Linked DNA regions of Zea mays: all the other regions are linked to region 3. A link is a contact called in public Hi-C data. All regions are on one chromosome and are shown on one strand. Each heading gives the region's core, a stretch centred on a gene start, on an enhancer-like site or on the middle of the called end of the contact. The rest is flanking DNA. Distances are from core to core; before and after follow the strand shown.

Region 1 (4,219 bases), core at 1,626-4,125, 120 kb after region 3:
CTTAGGGCTGAGTTGTAGGGTATATCATACTAGTTAGGTGGTAGCCAGAATCAGTCTAGGCAGGGTGCCACTATTGATGGTGATCTTATGGGTATAAGTGTATATGCTGTACAGAGTTGATCGATCTATACGTATAGTCATGTCCATGGTCATGGACAATCCTATGCTTCTACGTTCGACTGACTAGATAGTGGTGCCTTCTTCTCTTTCCGTCGGTTGGATAAGGACCCAACCTGAGGGATTTGAGACAAGGATGAGAGGGGATCGTTCTTGTTGACTCTAGAGCATGGTGGTGAGATGAGAAAGAGTGTGGTACGACTATGCTGGATATGGGATGATACCTTGGCCATGATCCCCTAGGTTAGGACCATCACATTATGGATTGTTCTGTGGGTTTTCCTTTGAGGAAATCGTAGATTATTTGACATTGGGTCTCCATTTGTTGTAGCAATGGCTCGAGAAAGTTATCTACGTTGATGCCCTGGGCTTTTGGGCCTCATAATGGAATGGTTAGCTACAAATAGTTTCTCTTATATATGATATGATGATGTAGGGAGGTGAAGATATAATTCACATATAAATGTTGAAGAAATCGACTAGGTTTTTGTATAAATATTATTCTAGACCAAGGCCTAGACGTAGAGCTTAAAAATGATCTGAAAAGTTATGAACCAAAAATGTCAAAGTAAATATACAAATTAACTAGAGTTGACGTGAGCCAAGCACTAGTACAAAAAGGCTCAAAGCCTGCGGCACCCATATATTTTTACAGGCGGATCCAGTTATCCACCGACTGTGCTATTTTTAGTGGCGGTTCCTTAAGAAAACCGCCACTAGAAATCGTATTTCTACTGGCGGTTCCTTAAGAAAACCGCCAGTAGAAATCCATGATTTGTAGTGGCGGTTTTCTTAAGGAACCGCCAGTAAAAATACGATTTCTAGTGGCGGTTTTCTTAAGGAACCGCCACTAGAAATCATTTTTATCCTTAATTTTTCGAGTTTTTCAAACGACATCGTATGATAAAACCACCAAAATAAAAGTTGTAGATCTCTAAAAGTTATGAAACTTTGTAGTTGACAACTTTTTTATTTGAACTCATTTCGGTTCTCAAAAATTGAATCTAAGTATGTCAAATTTAAAATTCAAATTTTGCAAACTACCTCGGATGAAAAAAGTGTCAAAATAAAAGTTGTAGAACTTCAAAAGTTATTTATCTTTGTAGTTGACAACTTTTTTATTTGAATTCGTTTAGGGTCTCAAATAAGCAATTTACACTCAAATGGTTGTAATATGTGGAGAAAACAACTACAAACTAGACACAAGTCATGTCATAGACGGAGTGGTAGTGGAGGGTACGCGCGAGGGTGAGGTCTACGGTTCGATTCCTAAGGTCTTCAGTTACCCGCATGTAAAAATGATGATTTCTACTGACCTCTAGCACTGGCGGTTACGAAAAACGTCACTGTAAATATGTTTAGGACCGTCAGTATAGAGCTTCTCTGTACTAGTGAAGTAAGTTTGGAAAAAAGCAGTCTAAATTGCTAACATTTTTTTTGAAAAAAATATATTAATCCTCATGTCTCTCTAGATCTAGATCTGTGTGACAACAAAAATTAGTGAAAGAAATATATAGGTAAAATTTGAAAATAATTTAGAGATGACATAAACTCAGCTCTCAAACCCTTCTCGACAAGTTCAAAGCACGAGACCTCCGCCCCTCCTTTTGCAATTTCTCATCTCCACTGCAGCTCTAATGGCATGAACGAAGAGATGTAGTTGCGCATGACCAGGTTTAGCCCTGAGGAGGGAGAAGGGTATTTATAGGGGTTATTTTTAGAATTGGTTGACTAAGAGCACTGTCTCTGCAGGTAATAAAGTTTAGACGTTGTTCTCTTAACAATACCACACTAATGGCTTGTATGGGATCAAGAGGATTGGAGGAGGCTAAAATAAATTTTAGCCTTTCCAAACTCCTTCAATCCTCTTCTCCCAAACAGGCCCTAGTCTGGTTGAAGATGGTTCGATAAACATAAACTGGCCCATCCCTAGAAATCCTATTTTCAGAAGGGGTTTTTCTCAATAGAAATATCTTTGAAGCTTGATTTCCATGAGTGGTTTGTTAGATACAGACAGTGTTCCCTGCCAATGGTACAGGGGGCGGTTTCCTTTTGTCGATTGTCTCTACTGAAAATTGAAAATAGAAGCTGTCTGATGATTGGATTTTTTAGTAGTCATTGAATTAATATGAGAGGAACAGAGGTAATATGTGTGGGATATCAACAACTCAACTACTCAAGATCCGACGAGGTGTGCTCGAGGCCGAATAGCAAAGCAACGCCTCTATAGACATGACATGTTCGTGCTCTCATACACCTGCTAGGTCTGCTGCATACATGTCGTCAGTCAACAGACAGCAGGGTTACAGTTACAGGCCCAGGACATCCGTTTTGCTCCGGTTGAAATGTCTACCTGTCGTCATGTTCAGTGAGGGAGGGAGGAGCACGAACACGGGCACACAGCATGCAGATGCACGCCTCGCGCTGAGTGTCTGATGAATGATCAACAGCACCCGAAGCTCCGGCCTGTACGTAGTACGTCGAAAGCTTCAGATTTATTCTGTATCCAGTCCTGTCTCTCGTCTAGTGCTGTGTTCCGGTCTTCCGGATGGCCGGTGACATAGGGTGGACTCTCTCTCTCTCTCTCTCTCTCTCTCTCTCTCTCTCTCTCTGCCTGAAACCGGCTTCTCACCATTTCATTCATCAACAGAGTAGGCTGTAGTTTTGCTACTTGGACAGATTGCTTCTTTTCTGTCCATCATATATAGCGATCCTCACGATTCCCGGTAAGTCTCTGCCATCCAGTCCAGGTGCATCCTCCCGTCTTCCATCTTCTGCTCGCTTGTATGGGAGACCATCCAGTGCATGTGACACACGACCACACTAGAAACGCCGACCTGCTCGCAATTTGTCCCAGTTCCCTTTGGTGTTGGAAAAGCAGAGAGAAGACCTCCGCAACCACCGCCCCACGTCTGCAACACACGCGGCTGCTCCTGTTCCGGTCGTCTGCAACCTCTACGTCCTGTTCCATGTCTGCAATAGGTCGTCTGCAAGTTTCCCAAAACTTGAACGGAATCGGCCATGTCCCTCGACCGACGACCCCACTAGGCAGCAGGAGCAAAAGATCTGCGTACCCAGACTCATGCTGCTATTCATCATCGTTCAAAGTTGAACAAAATAATGACTTAGATACATTAGGGATCTGGGTCTACAAGAAAAGACCTAAAATAATGACTCAAGGAGTGGGATAGCAAACAAAATACCACGCTTCTGACTGAAACTGAATTCATGTTTTGATCAGGGGCGTCGGGCTTGAAGTGGCCATGGCAAATACATTAATTAGGGACATTTATCCTCGCACGAGAGATTAGAGCATGACTAGTTGCATGTATATGGCTGGCTAGATTTACAAGATGCAGGATGCAGCCTTTACGAGTTTGGTTGTCTAGCCAGCCTCTCTAGCATCCCTCTATAACAGAAGTAAAGAAGTAAAGATTATCTGAGCCTGGCTCTCGATATACCTAGGAAATGTGTTTCTCTAGAGCCCAACTCTGCTCGTGCAACCATTAGTCTTTTCTAATGATGAATTGGCGAGTAAGCATCTTCAATAAAAGTCATAAACAGAGTTGTATTTTCAAATATACGACTTTAACACAAAAAAATCTGCTCCAACAAAGGTCATATTTTTCCAAAACTTTTTGAATAATTATAGAACTCGGTCTTTAGAGCCCCATATGTTGAAGCTCTATCCTTGTTTTTTCTACCGTATTCATAATTGTCGGAGAGCAAATCTTCGGCCGGGTGGTAGAGTGCACTCGTCCTAAATCCTAAGATGAGGAGGGCCTAAGTGTTTTGCTTGTTAGTTAGAAAATGGGAAAAACACAAAAACACACAAGGATTTAGAGTGGTTCGGGCCGCCGGAGCGTAACACCCTACTCCACGTGTGATGTATTGCTTGAGAGCTTGTATGAACTTGTGAGTGTCTGAGTGAGCCTAAGATTGGATCTGTCTTATAACGTCGCATGTCTCCCCTTTTATAGCTGAAGGGGGCATGCACAAAGGTAATGAGCCCCGACATATGGGCCCAGGGACATAAAGAATATAGCACTTGGGGCTACAAACGTTTGCCGCTGGAGCAATCTTCTTGTGCCCTGACATCCGA
Region 2 (4,328 bases), core at 432-2,931, 67 kb before region 3:
AAATGTTTTCAACCAAATATGATATTTCTATTATCTATCTTTATTGACTCTTTCATCACTAGTTTATTTATCATAATTCGTTAGTATTTGACTTTTTCCTTTTTTTTTCTTGAACTAGTTTAGAAAGCCAAATGATGTTGCATGTTATAAGTTACCAATGTAAGTTATATGAATCAGCCATGAAACTAGCTCTCATGTATGTTATATATCCTTCTACAGTCAATTGTCCTTTTAAATGTCAGGATGCCCTTTTGAATTAGCATACCTAAGACGTGCTCATATATTTAAATGCAGGGTACAAGTATATTAATTGAACCTGCTGTTATGTCACTTCATATTGTTTTTTACAAAGCGTCGTTCATGATAGCTGGGTACTAAATCCTTTTGTTTTCAGTTTTACATGTGCCAATACACTAATAAATCAAATCCCAACAAGGGAATCTTCGATTGCTTATTCAGGTCCAAAGCAAAAGTCAACTAGCAAACAATATAACGAGGATTTGGTAAAGTTTCATTTCTCCAAGTGTATTATGTGATGTATTCATTAGAGATGGTATTTTGTGAGCATTCATGAGAGTGTTCTTTATGCAGGAGTTTAATACAGGAGATTGGATGAGAAAACTAAAAGATGACAAGTACGTTCCAAATTGAACACAATAAAATTCGATTTACTATAAATATATGTATGTTACTATACATAATGTATGTTTACTATAAATATAAAAAAAATCTGGACGGACAAATCAGCGACATAAACGAAAAATCTGGACAAAAAAATAAATTAGTGACAGACAAAAAAAGTATTAAACACCCACCATGGGGCTCGAACTAACAACCATAAGATTGAAAGCCTTGCACTGTACCAACTGAGCTAGACAGGCTTCCTGTTTACATAACCAAGCTCGGCGTCATAGATCTTGGCGTCGAGCTCGGTGCCACGTCGGCGCCACGGCGTCCGGTTGTGCCAGCGCAGCACGTAACTCAGCGTCATAGCCTATGGCGCCGAGCTGTGTTACTTCGACGTCATAAGCTATGCGCCGAGCAAATGGTACAAAAATGACATTAAAATTTTCTAGAGTCTAAACGTTATTTTTTTCCCGAGAAAGTGTCAAAATGCAAAAAAAAAAAAAAATCGGCCACGAGGACAGTGTGCAATGGGTCAGCGATAGCGAGGAGCACGAGACGTCCGTAGAGCAGCGTGAGCGGGCACATGTAGTCTTTCGATCCCGACGGGTGGGTGGGGTGTGTGATTACTGATTACTGATTAGTAGGTGGAGGAGGATGGTGGTAGCCTGGGCATGGAGAAGGGGCTAGTTACGAAGGCGCGTCAGAAGTTGAGCGAGAGCTAAAGTGAATGCCTGTAGAAGAGATGTGAGTACTGAGTAGTGGGTGGGAGACAAGTATGTTTTTTACAAGGGATCGTATGTGCCGGAGCCTAAAGCATACTATAGTACACTCATATATCTTTTGCAATAAAGCAATCGAAACAGAAAAGGTTTTGCACCCATCGAGAATTCAGGCATGACAGCAGGGAGATTTGTCCTATCACTTTTTTTTATGCGAAAAAGAACTTTCTAATGTGTACTAGCAAAACAAAGAAAAGCCGTGCAAGGAAACAGAACTACAAGGTCAAAGAAAAGGTTCAGTTCGTTGCTCGCTGGACCACATGTCACGTCTGTACATACATGTGATCGGTGGCCATCACGTCACGGGAGTCCTGTGACTGATGATGTCTGATCGGTCACATATCATTCATCCGCTGCAAGTTGGGCAAAGAGACTTTGACCATATCGAAATCGTCTTTCCCTTTCAAGAAACCCGGCTACCCAGGCCCTGTTTATGACTCAGCTTTAAAAAATTCAGTAAAATTAAAAATCATAAAGCTGAATTTATAAATCTTTAGAAGACATTTAAAAAGTTATTTCATGTATCATTTATATTAAAAATATATTTTAAAGATAATTTATATTTATATTATAATCTACAACTTCACGCTAAAACTGGAACCTAGAACAGTCTCAAACACACCCTTTCAATTTATATGTGAAAAGAAAAGTATATAATGCGATATAAGAGATTTTTAATGGTTGTGAACCAACTCGTTCTAAATTTAATAAAATTTGTATAAAAGAATATTAACATTTATAGCATTAAAAATTAAATTTAAAAATAATTTTTGATATCTACTTTAGCTGATTTTCTAAATGTTAATGTTTTTTATAAGCTTATCAAACCTAGTATATGTTCTTTTAAGAGAGCATCCCTACATAAATTTCGTTGAATCTGGCATGACAAAGTCACGCCTCAACAACCTCCTTTTTAGGGAAACAAGTCAAAAGCCTACATGCCTTTGTGGCGGACCACAAATTACAAATAGTTGTTAGCACAACATAGCAAATACTTCAACAACACACGGGAAATAAAGAAAGGAAGCACAACACGACGCAGGTTAAAGCGACCGAGACGATAATTGTCGAACAACGACTAACACCTCCACTAAGAACAACATACTCATTGGCACGCCTAAGCTATTGCACATCTAGACCTCCCCTTTTAGCTAAGCGTGTTTCATTGCCTTATGGCCATCAGCCATGCAAACGTGGACGAGGACTAAAGGAGGCAGGAGTCACGCCGACCACAACATTTTGAAAACGATGATCTCCCTTTGAGCAAACAAAAACACCAGACGGCACATTCAGGTTCTGCTTGTCATCATCCAACGTCACGCGAGGGGAAATCCTCGTGGGGGAATGGCAGATATTCACTGTCCCGGCATAAGATTTTTGTGCTCTTTTTAACAAGGAGAGCACTGACAGAGCAGAGACACCAAAGGGAGGCTATCATCGCACCATGACAAAGGCCAAAACTCCAGTGCTAAGCACAACGACACAAGAGACCTGCAAGAACATGACGCCAACTGGAGGTACAAGAGACCGGTTGGTGTCTTCAGCTTGTATTGATGACTTGATATTAGTACTGGTTGTGATTACCAATCAGTATTAATGTCTTCTACAACTACATGGCAGTTAAAATCGATATTGACATGTTGTCAGTACCGGTTCTATAGCAAGTGATACTAATGTCGTCAGACGGAAGCCCTTTTCTCTAGCGTGTGTGTGTCGGTGTTTCGGGTCCGACCGCGCACCCGGGGTTGCCCCTCAAGGTGCTTTTTTGGAGTAGGACGGTGTTATCGACTGTAGCTCGATGGTTCGTGCTAAATGCACGAGAGATAGTGGACAGTTGTGTACAGGTTCGGGCCGCTTTGAGATGCGTAACACCCTATGTCCTGGCTGGAATGCTTTAGGCGGTGGGTTACAAGGGAGCTCTCTAGTGCCGGAAAACGTAGAGAGCGGGGTGGATGGCTAAGTGATGAGTGATGTCTCTCTCGATCGATCCTCTTGAAGGGGTGCCCCCTAGGCCTTATATACTCGACCGTGGGGCATTACATGTGGATATGATAACAACGTGAGCGGGAATAATAGTGAACTAACTGAGTCTATCTTCCTATAGTTCAGCCGACTCATCCTCGCCCAGTTCCGACGTACGGGGCTCCTGTGCGGGAAGGTTGGGTCACTGCTTGCAATTATTGCTCAGATGTTGTTGGGCCGTCTGGGCTTGCACCGACCCGGCCTTGTGCTGATTTATCTCACTGTTCGTTCCTCCTAGGCCCACGAGGGGGATGTCCTTACGAATTATGGGGCCTTTGGACCTTTCGTGAGGTCTTTTATCCTTCTAGTGGACCCGAGGGATATCTGTCCCCCACAAGCCCCCGATCTTTGGGCTGATTTTGAAATAAACGGCCCAAAGATCCCTGGTCCAGCTTGCGGTATTTGATTTTGCCAGGGAATGCTTTTGGAAATGAGTCTGCCGGGCCACTTGCTTCAGAATTCTGAGCGATCCGGTTAACATGTCTTCTTTTTATTGTCTTCTCCTGCTATTATTCCTCAAAATTTGGTGTTCTGTCTCGGGTTTGTGCTTCGAAGGTCAGCATTTTGTACTGTCGAACCGTGAAGTCCATTGGGTGCACCGAAGGTGCACCCAATGGGTGTAGCCCCCGAGCTTCGAGTAGATTTTTGCAGACAATCCACTCGAAGGTCTTCACTTCAGGTATTATCAGAAATCATTTTCATCTTCCACTCGTGTTTTTTCAGAGGCCAGCCTTGCCTTAGCTTTGCCTTGTGCTTTAGAGGTCAGCATTTTGCTTCTTCGGGGATGATGATTCATTGGGTGCACCGAAGGTGTAGCCCCCGAGCTTTGAGTGGATTTTTGAAAATAATCCACTCGAAGGTCTTCATTTCTTGCTTTTTCTGAGAATCATCCTTTTCTTT
Region 3 (4,555 bases), core at 900-3,399:
CGGTCCTTGCCGCCGTCGTACGACCCGATGGTGTAGTAGTCGTAGCGGGTGAGGTCCAGGCTGCTCTTGAGCACGTACTTCCTTCCGGGCGCGGAGGTGTCGAGGCCGGCCTGCAGCCCCGGCCCGGACACCGGGAAGAAGTCGGGGCACTCCCACATCCCCGTCAGCGCCGCCGAGTGCAGCGGGTGCTTGGCCTTGGTCCACTTCCTGAAGTCCCGGCTCCGGTACACCAGCGCCATCCCGCGCGCGCCGCGCACGCTGCCCACCAGCATCCGCCAGTGCCCCGCGTGCCGCCACGCCGTCGTCGGGTCGCGGAACTGCGTCGCGTTGATGCCGCCGGCCGCCGGCGTCGCCACCGGGTTGTACTCCTCCGGCTTCTCCCACTCGCGGAGCAGCGGGTCGGACGCGTCCTTGGGGAGCGCCAGCACCTGCACCTGGTAGTTGATGTCCGCCCGGTCGATCCCCGTGTACAGGATCGCCGGCGTGCCGTCCTCCAGGATCGTCGCCGAGCCCGACCAGCAGCCGTACTTGTCGGACGGGATGCTGGGGTAGATGGCGGGCTCCAGCGCCACCCAGTTGATCAGGTCGCGCGACACCGAGTGCGCCCACACGATGTTGCCCCATACCGCGCCCTTGGGGTTGTACTGGTAGAACAGGTGATACCATCCTTTGTAGTACAGCGGAGCTGCATGCACCACGTATAGTATAGTTTAGTTGCCAAATATACGTCAGTATGCCAACCAACCGCGCTACTAGCTATGCTATTCTTTTTCTTCTTTTTCTTGTTGTTAGGAAAACTATTTTTTTCTTTCGCTAATAAAGTAGTTGTTTCATCTGAAGTCAAATTCTGTCGTCGTGTACTTGCACCCACCGGCTTTTACACCACTGAATTCTTAATATATGTTGATGTCTTGATGATGATGATTCTTACGCGTTGCTTTCTCATGTGGAGTCTGCGGGGGCACGAGGAGCATGCACTATTTTCTAATGTTTAAATATCCTTCCTTTTCTACTAAATATTAGATAAGTACTGGCTATGTTCTAAAATATTAGTCGTTTTCGTTATTCAGTTTTATGAATCTAGACATATATTGTATGAATCTATAGAAATACTAAAACGACCAATATTTTAGAACGTGGAGAGTACTTTAGAATACTTGCAGACATACACACTACAGATCTAACAGGCAGCACAACACATGGAGAAGATAACTGCAACAACAAGACGGAGCCGGGTACAAGAAAGGCGTACCGTTGGGGTCTGCAGCCGATGAGTTTCGCCGTCGTCCCAGCAATCGTCAGAACCGCCAGCAAGGACAGAGAGAGAAAGAGAGAGGAAGAAAACAACACCATGCATATCAGAACAAAGCTTTGCGACGACCGGACATAAGAACGAACAGCACAAGAACCATCAGCGTCGTGCATAGTACAGTACTTAATCAAACACAGAGCATCTGTATTATTGCATTTTAACCACCACACGCGCGGCGTTTCTCAATTCGCCGCAAGTCTTTCGTCGTTTCCGGCGGCTCTCTACTGTCAAAGCTTGAATGTATAGCTTGCAGCTTAGACTTTTCCGGGGACAGGACAAGGAAAACAACTGCATGCAGCGAGCTCCGTGCTAACAACCGAGTCTACCAAAAAAAAAATACTAATTCCTTGATTTCTCCCACACAAGGCTGCATTCTCTGTATGCATAGCCTGACGCCACAATTGAAACGCTTCTAGTGCATCAAGAACAAGAAGCAACACGAGCAACGCGTGGGTGGCTTGAGAACAGGGAGAGATAGATAGAGAGAGAGAGAGAGAGAGAGAGATTAGATGAGCATGGCGCAAAATTAAAGGATGCCCAAGCGGGAGGAGGGGTGATCTCCAAAGACAAGTAGCTAGCATACCGTTGATCCAGTTCATTGGCGGCTGGAAATGGTACCCCGTCCTGAGCAGGGGGCTGACAATGGAGGCCGGGACCGACGGCGCCGCCTCGGCCTCCAGGCTGCGGTGGATCACATGCGACGCGCCTGCCAGACGAAGCGCGAGCACCAGCACCAGCACCACCGCCCATGGCGCGAGGACGACCCCCCGCGGCCGAGTCCCCATAGCTGCGTTTCGAGGAAGAGAGGGACAAGGGACGGTTTGGATTGGATTGGATGGACGGGGCATCGGCCGGGTCGGGGCCGTTTTATAGGGGAAAACTGCACGTTCAAGCCGGCTGGCTGGCTGACTATTCGAGTATTGTAATCTCCATCCAACCCGGTGGATGGCAGCTGGTGGAGTGTGCTTGGTTTTCGTGTTCCGGAACCAGCCAACTGCGCTGCGCTGCGCCGCGCGGGCCCCTCTCCTTTGTTTTGTCATCGAAGAAACAAATTTAACTACAACTTGGTACTACGACTTTTTCCCCTCGATCGAGAAGTGTAGACACATAATCCTTCCAAGATTTCAGAGGTCAGAAAGCAAATCCCGTCGGAGTAGTGGTTTATCTATTGCAAGTATGAATACATCGTGTGAAAATGATAGATTGGTTTTATTATCTTCGTTTTAGTCCAAGCATGGAAATCTAGCATGCAAAGAGTCGGGAAAAGGCGAAACATAATACGAAGATCCAGGATTTTCATCGGTCAAAAATAATTTTCGTGGATCCTTATTAAAAAAGATAATAAAAACTAGTTATTAGTTTCCACCGACAGACAAAAATTAGGTGATTTTCATATGCTTTAATTTGAGAAGTTGTTTCGTTCTTCCTCTCTCTCATGCATGTACCAAGTCCCCACCCTCGTGCCCGCGCCACTTCGCACAAAGGGTAACCGTCTGCACCGACGCCATACCATCCCGAGCTACGTCTACCATTGTTCTTATCTCCAACTTGAAAAGTAAGTTTTAATTTTTGTTTGTAGCCCACAAAATTTAAAATTATCAATCTCATAAATACTGATTATTGCACGATTAATTTAGTAATTATCCTATATTTTTTAGTATATTAGTTTGGTAAATGTAGTTATGATGGAATATCTATTGGTTAGTTTTTGAAGATAATTAAATTTTATTTTTATCTAGTAATAAGTTTTAGCATTTGAATAAAATATTGTATTATAACATTATTTAACATAGAAGCAAGTAAAATATCGATTGGTTCACGAAGTGTATGTGTCATCCGTTTCAGTTGGCATACTTCACAACGTTTTACATGTGAGAAATGTTGTTTCAAGATTGTCCCTATTTGAACAGCCATAGAACAATTGATAGTGTGCTATTTATGATGAGGCACGAGTTCGAGTGAGATTTCGACATCATAACCCTAATATTCTTCATTGCACCATATTTATGCATGAGATAGAGAACAATAGAGCTATGTTTCCAAATCACGTTCGACCTCTGTAGGCTCATCTATGATTAAATTTAAACTATGTTGTTGTTTTTAGGTGAGTTTAGGACATATCATTTCTCATATATGTAGGACAGTGATATATATAACGAGAGAAGTTCATCTGTCATCTTTAGTCCATAGGATTAAATATGGGTGACCACTGTAGATGGATGTATGATGGTTGAAGTAAGAGCGACAATGTGAATGTGAGCAATTTATTAACAAGCACTATTGTTCATCAATTCAACGTTGTAGCCTAGATGTGTTCAATCCCAAATCTAGAATTCATATTTTTTAAAAAATAGAAAATTTTGAATAATATGCCATATACAATAGAGTTTGAACTCTATCTATATGTTTAGAAAACACTAATTGATATGTTGTCACTACGAATATCACTAGAAATCTCAAACAAAAGATACCTAAAATCTATAACATTCTTAAAAAAATTATGCAAGAGAACCATTAATTATATTAAAAAGATGAATTAGCTTAGATTAGGTACAACAAGGTACAACAACCATAAAGGGAAAAACTATGATGGCAACCACAACAAAACTAAAGAAATAAAAGATGGACTAAAACATTAACATGTGCCACACAATAATGTGTTGTGCTTGCTAACTAAACACAACACTAAACTGGCACTCCACAAGGTCAATATGATAGCCACCTATTCACCACGCTGCACTACTAATGCCAAATGGCAAAACTAACAAGATGAAAGTCGTTATCACCGCTTGCACCAAGCCACCTTACTAAGTAGAGCTAGTCATCACAATATGTTTCAATCCATGTAGCCACCATAGTATCACATCCATTTGCACTATCTCTTGTCGTTGTCCCACAACCGACTAACCCCAAGCATGCTAGCCTCCATAGTCCATTACGAGTCATTAAACAAAAAAACATGAGAAACTGCCATAAGTCTTATCCATGTGAAACCATGCCAATTGAGATTTAGTTGCATACATCATATCTCTTGGAAACCTAGCCCCCTCATTGAAGTTAGTAGCAATATCACTAGAGTCCTCTAATAGCCATCAAAAGCATCCTTGCATCAAAATGGCCATTGCAAAGCAGGACTACTGTCGGCGTTTCGAGACCGGGGGGTCCCCGAGCCGACGAGTGAGTGTGCCGCGTGCCCCAGCCCAGATGGGTCGAGCGCGTGGGCGAGCGCGAAGGGGGGAGAAG

What was found. A called contact is a pair of places that touch in the nucleus more often than the background predicts.
Region 1: a Hi-C map of ear shows a contact between it and region 3, with 5 times the contacts expected there. The contact joins the enhancer-like site here to the promoter of LOC542314 in region 3. A contact is called at or near these places in 2 of 25 Hi-C or Micro-C datasets (ear and leaf).
Region 2: a Hi-C map of leaf shows a contact between it and region 3, with 5 times the contacts expected there. The contact joins the enhancer-like site here to the promoter of LOC542314 in region 3. A contact is called at or near these places in 2 of 25 Hi-C or Micro-C datasets (ear and leaf).

What each region holds. Positions count from the first base shown.
Region 1 is chr5:172,638,032-172,642,250 of Zm-B73-REFERENCE-NAM-5.0, reverse strand. No RefSeq gene overlaps it. Among protein-coding and RNA genes, the nearest start is that of LOC100281259, 93 kb to the right of the region's middle. Within about 2 kb of position 2,875, at least 7 of the 20 cell types and tissues checked have an H3K27ac peak or open chromatin away from gene starts, as enhancers often do. A contact at or near this core is called in ear, where this site is marked.
Region 2 is chr5:172,827,909-172,832,236 of Zm-B73-REFERENCE-NAM-5.0, reverse strand. No RefSeq gene overlaps it. Among protein-coding and RNA genes, the nearest start is that of LOC103648360, 55 kb to the right of the region's middle. Within about 2 kb of position 1,681, at least 16 of the 20 cell types and tissues checked have an H3K27ac peak or open chromatin away from gene starts, as enhancers often do. A contact at or near this core is called in ear and leaf, where this site is marked.
Region 3 is chr5:172,761,633-172,766,187 of Zm-B73-REFERENCE-NAM-5.0, reverse strand. It overlaps LOC542314 (cell wall invertase 1), which reads right to left and starts at 2,149. Exons shown (of 7, transcript NM_001111899.2): 1 at 1,896-2,149; 2 at 1,253-1,261; 3 at 1-685. The coding sequence starts at 2,097.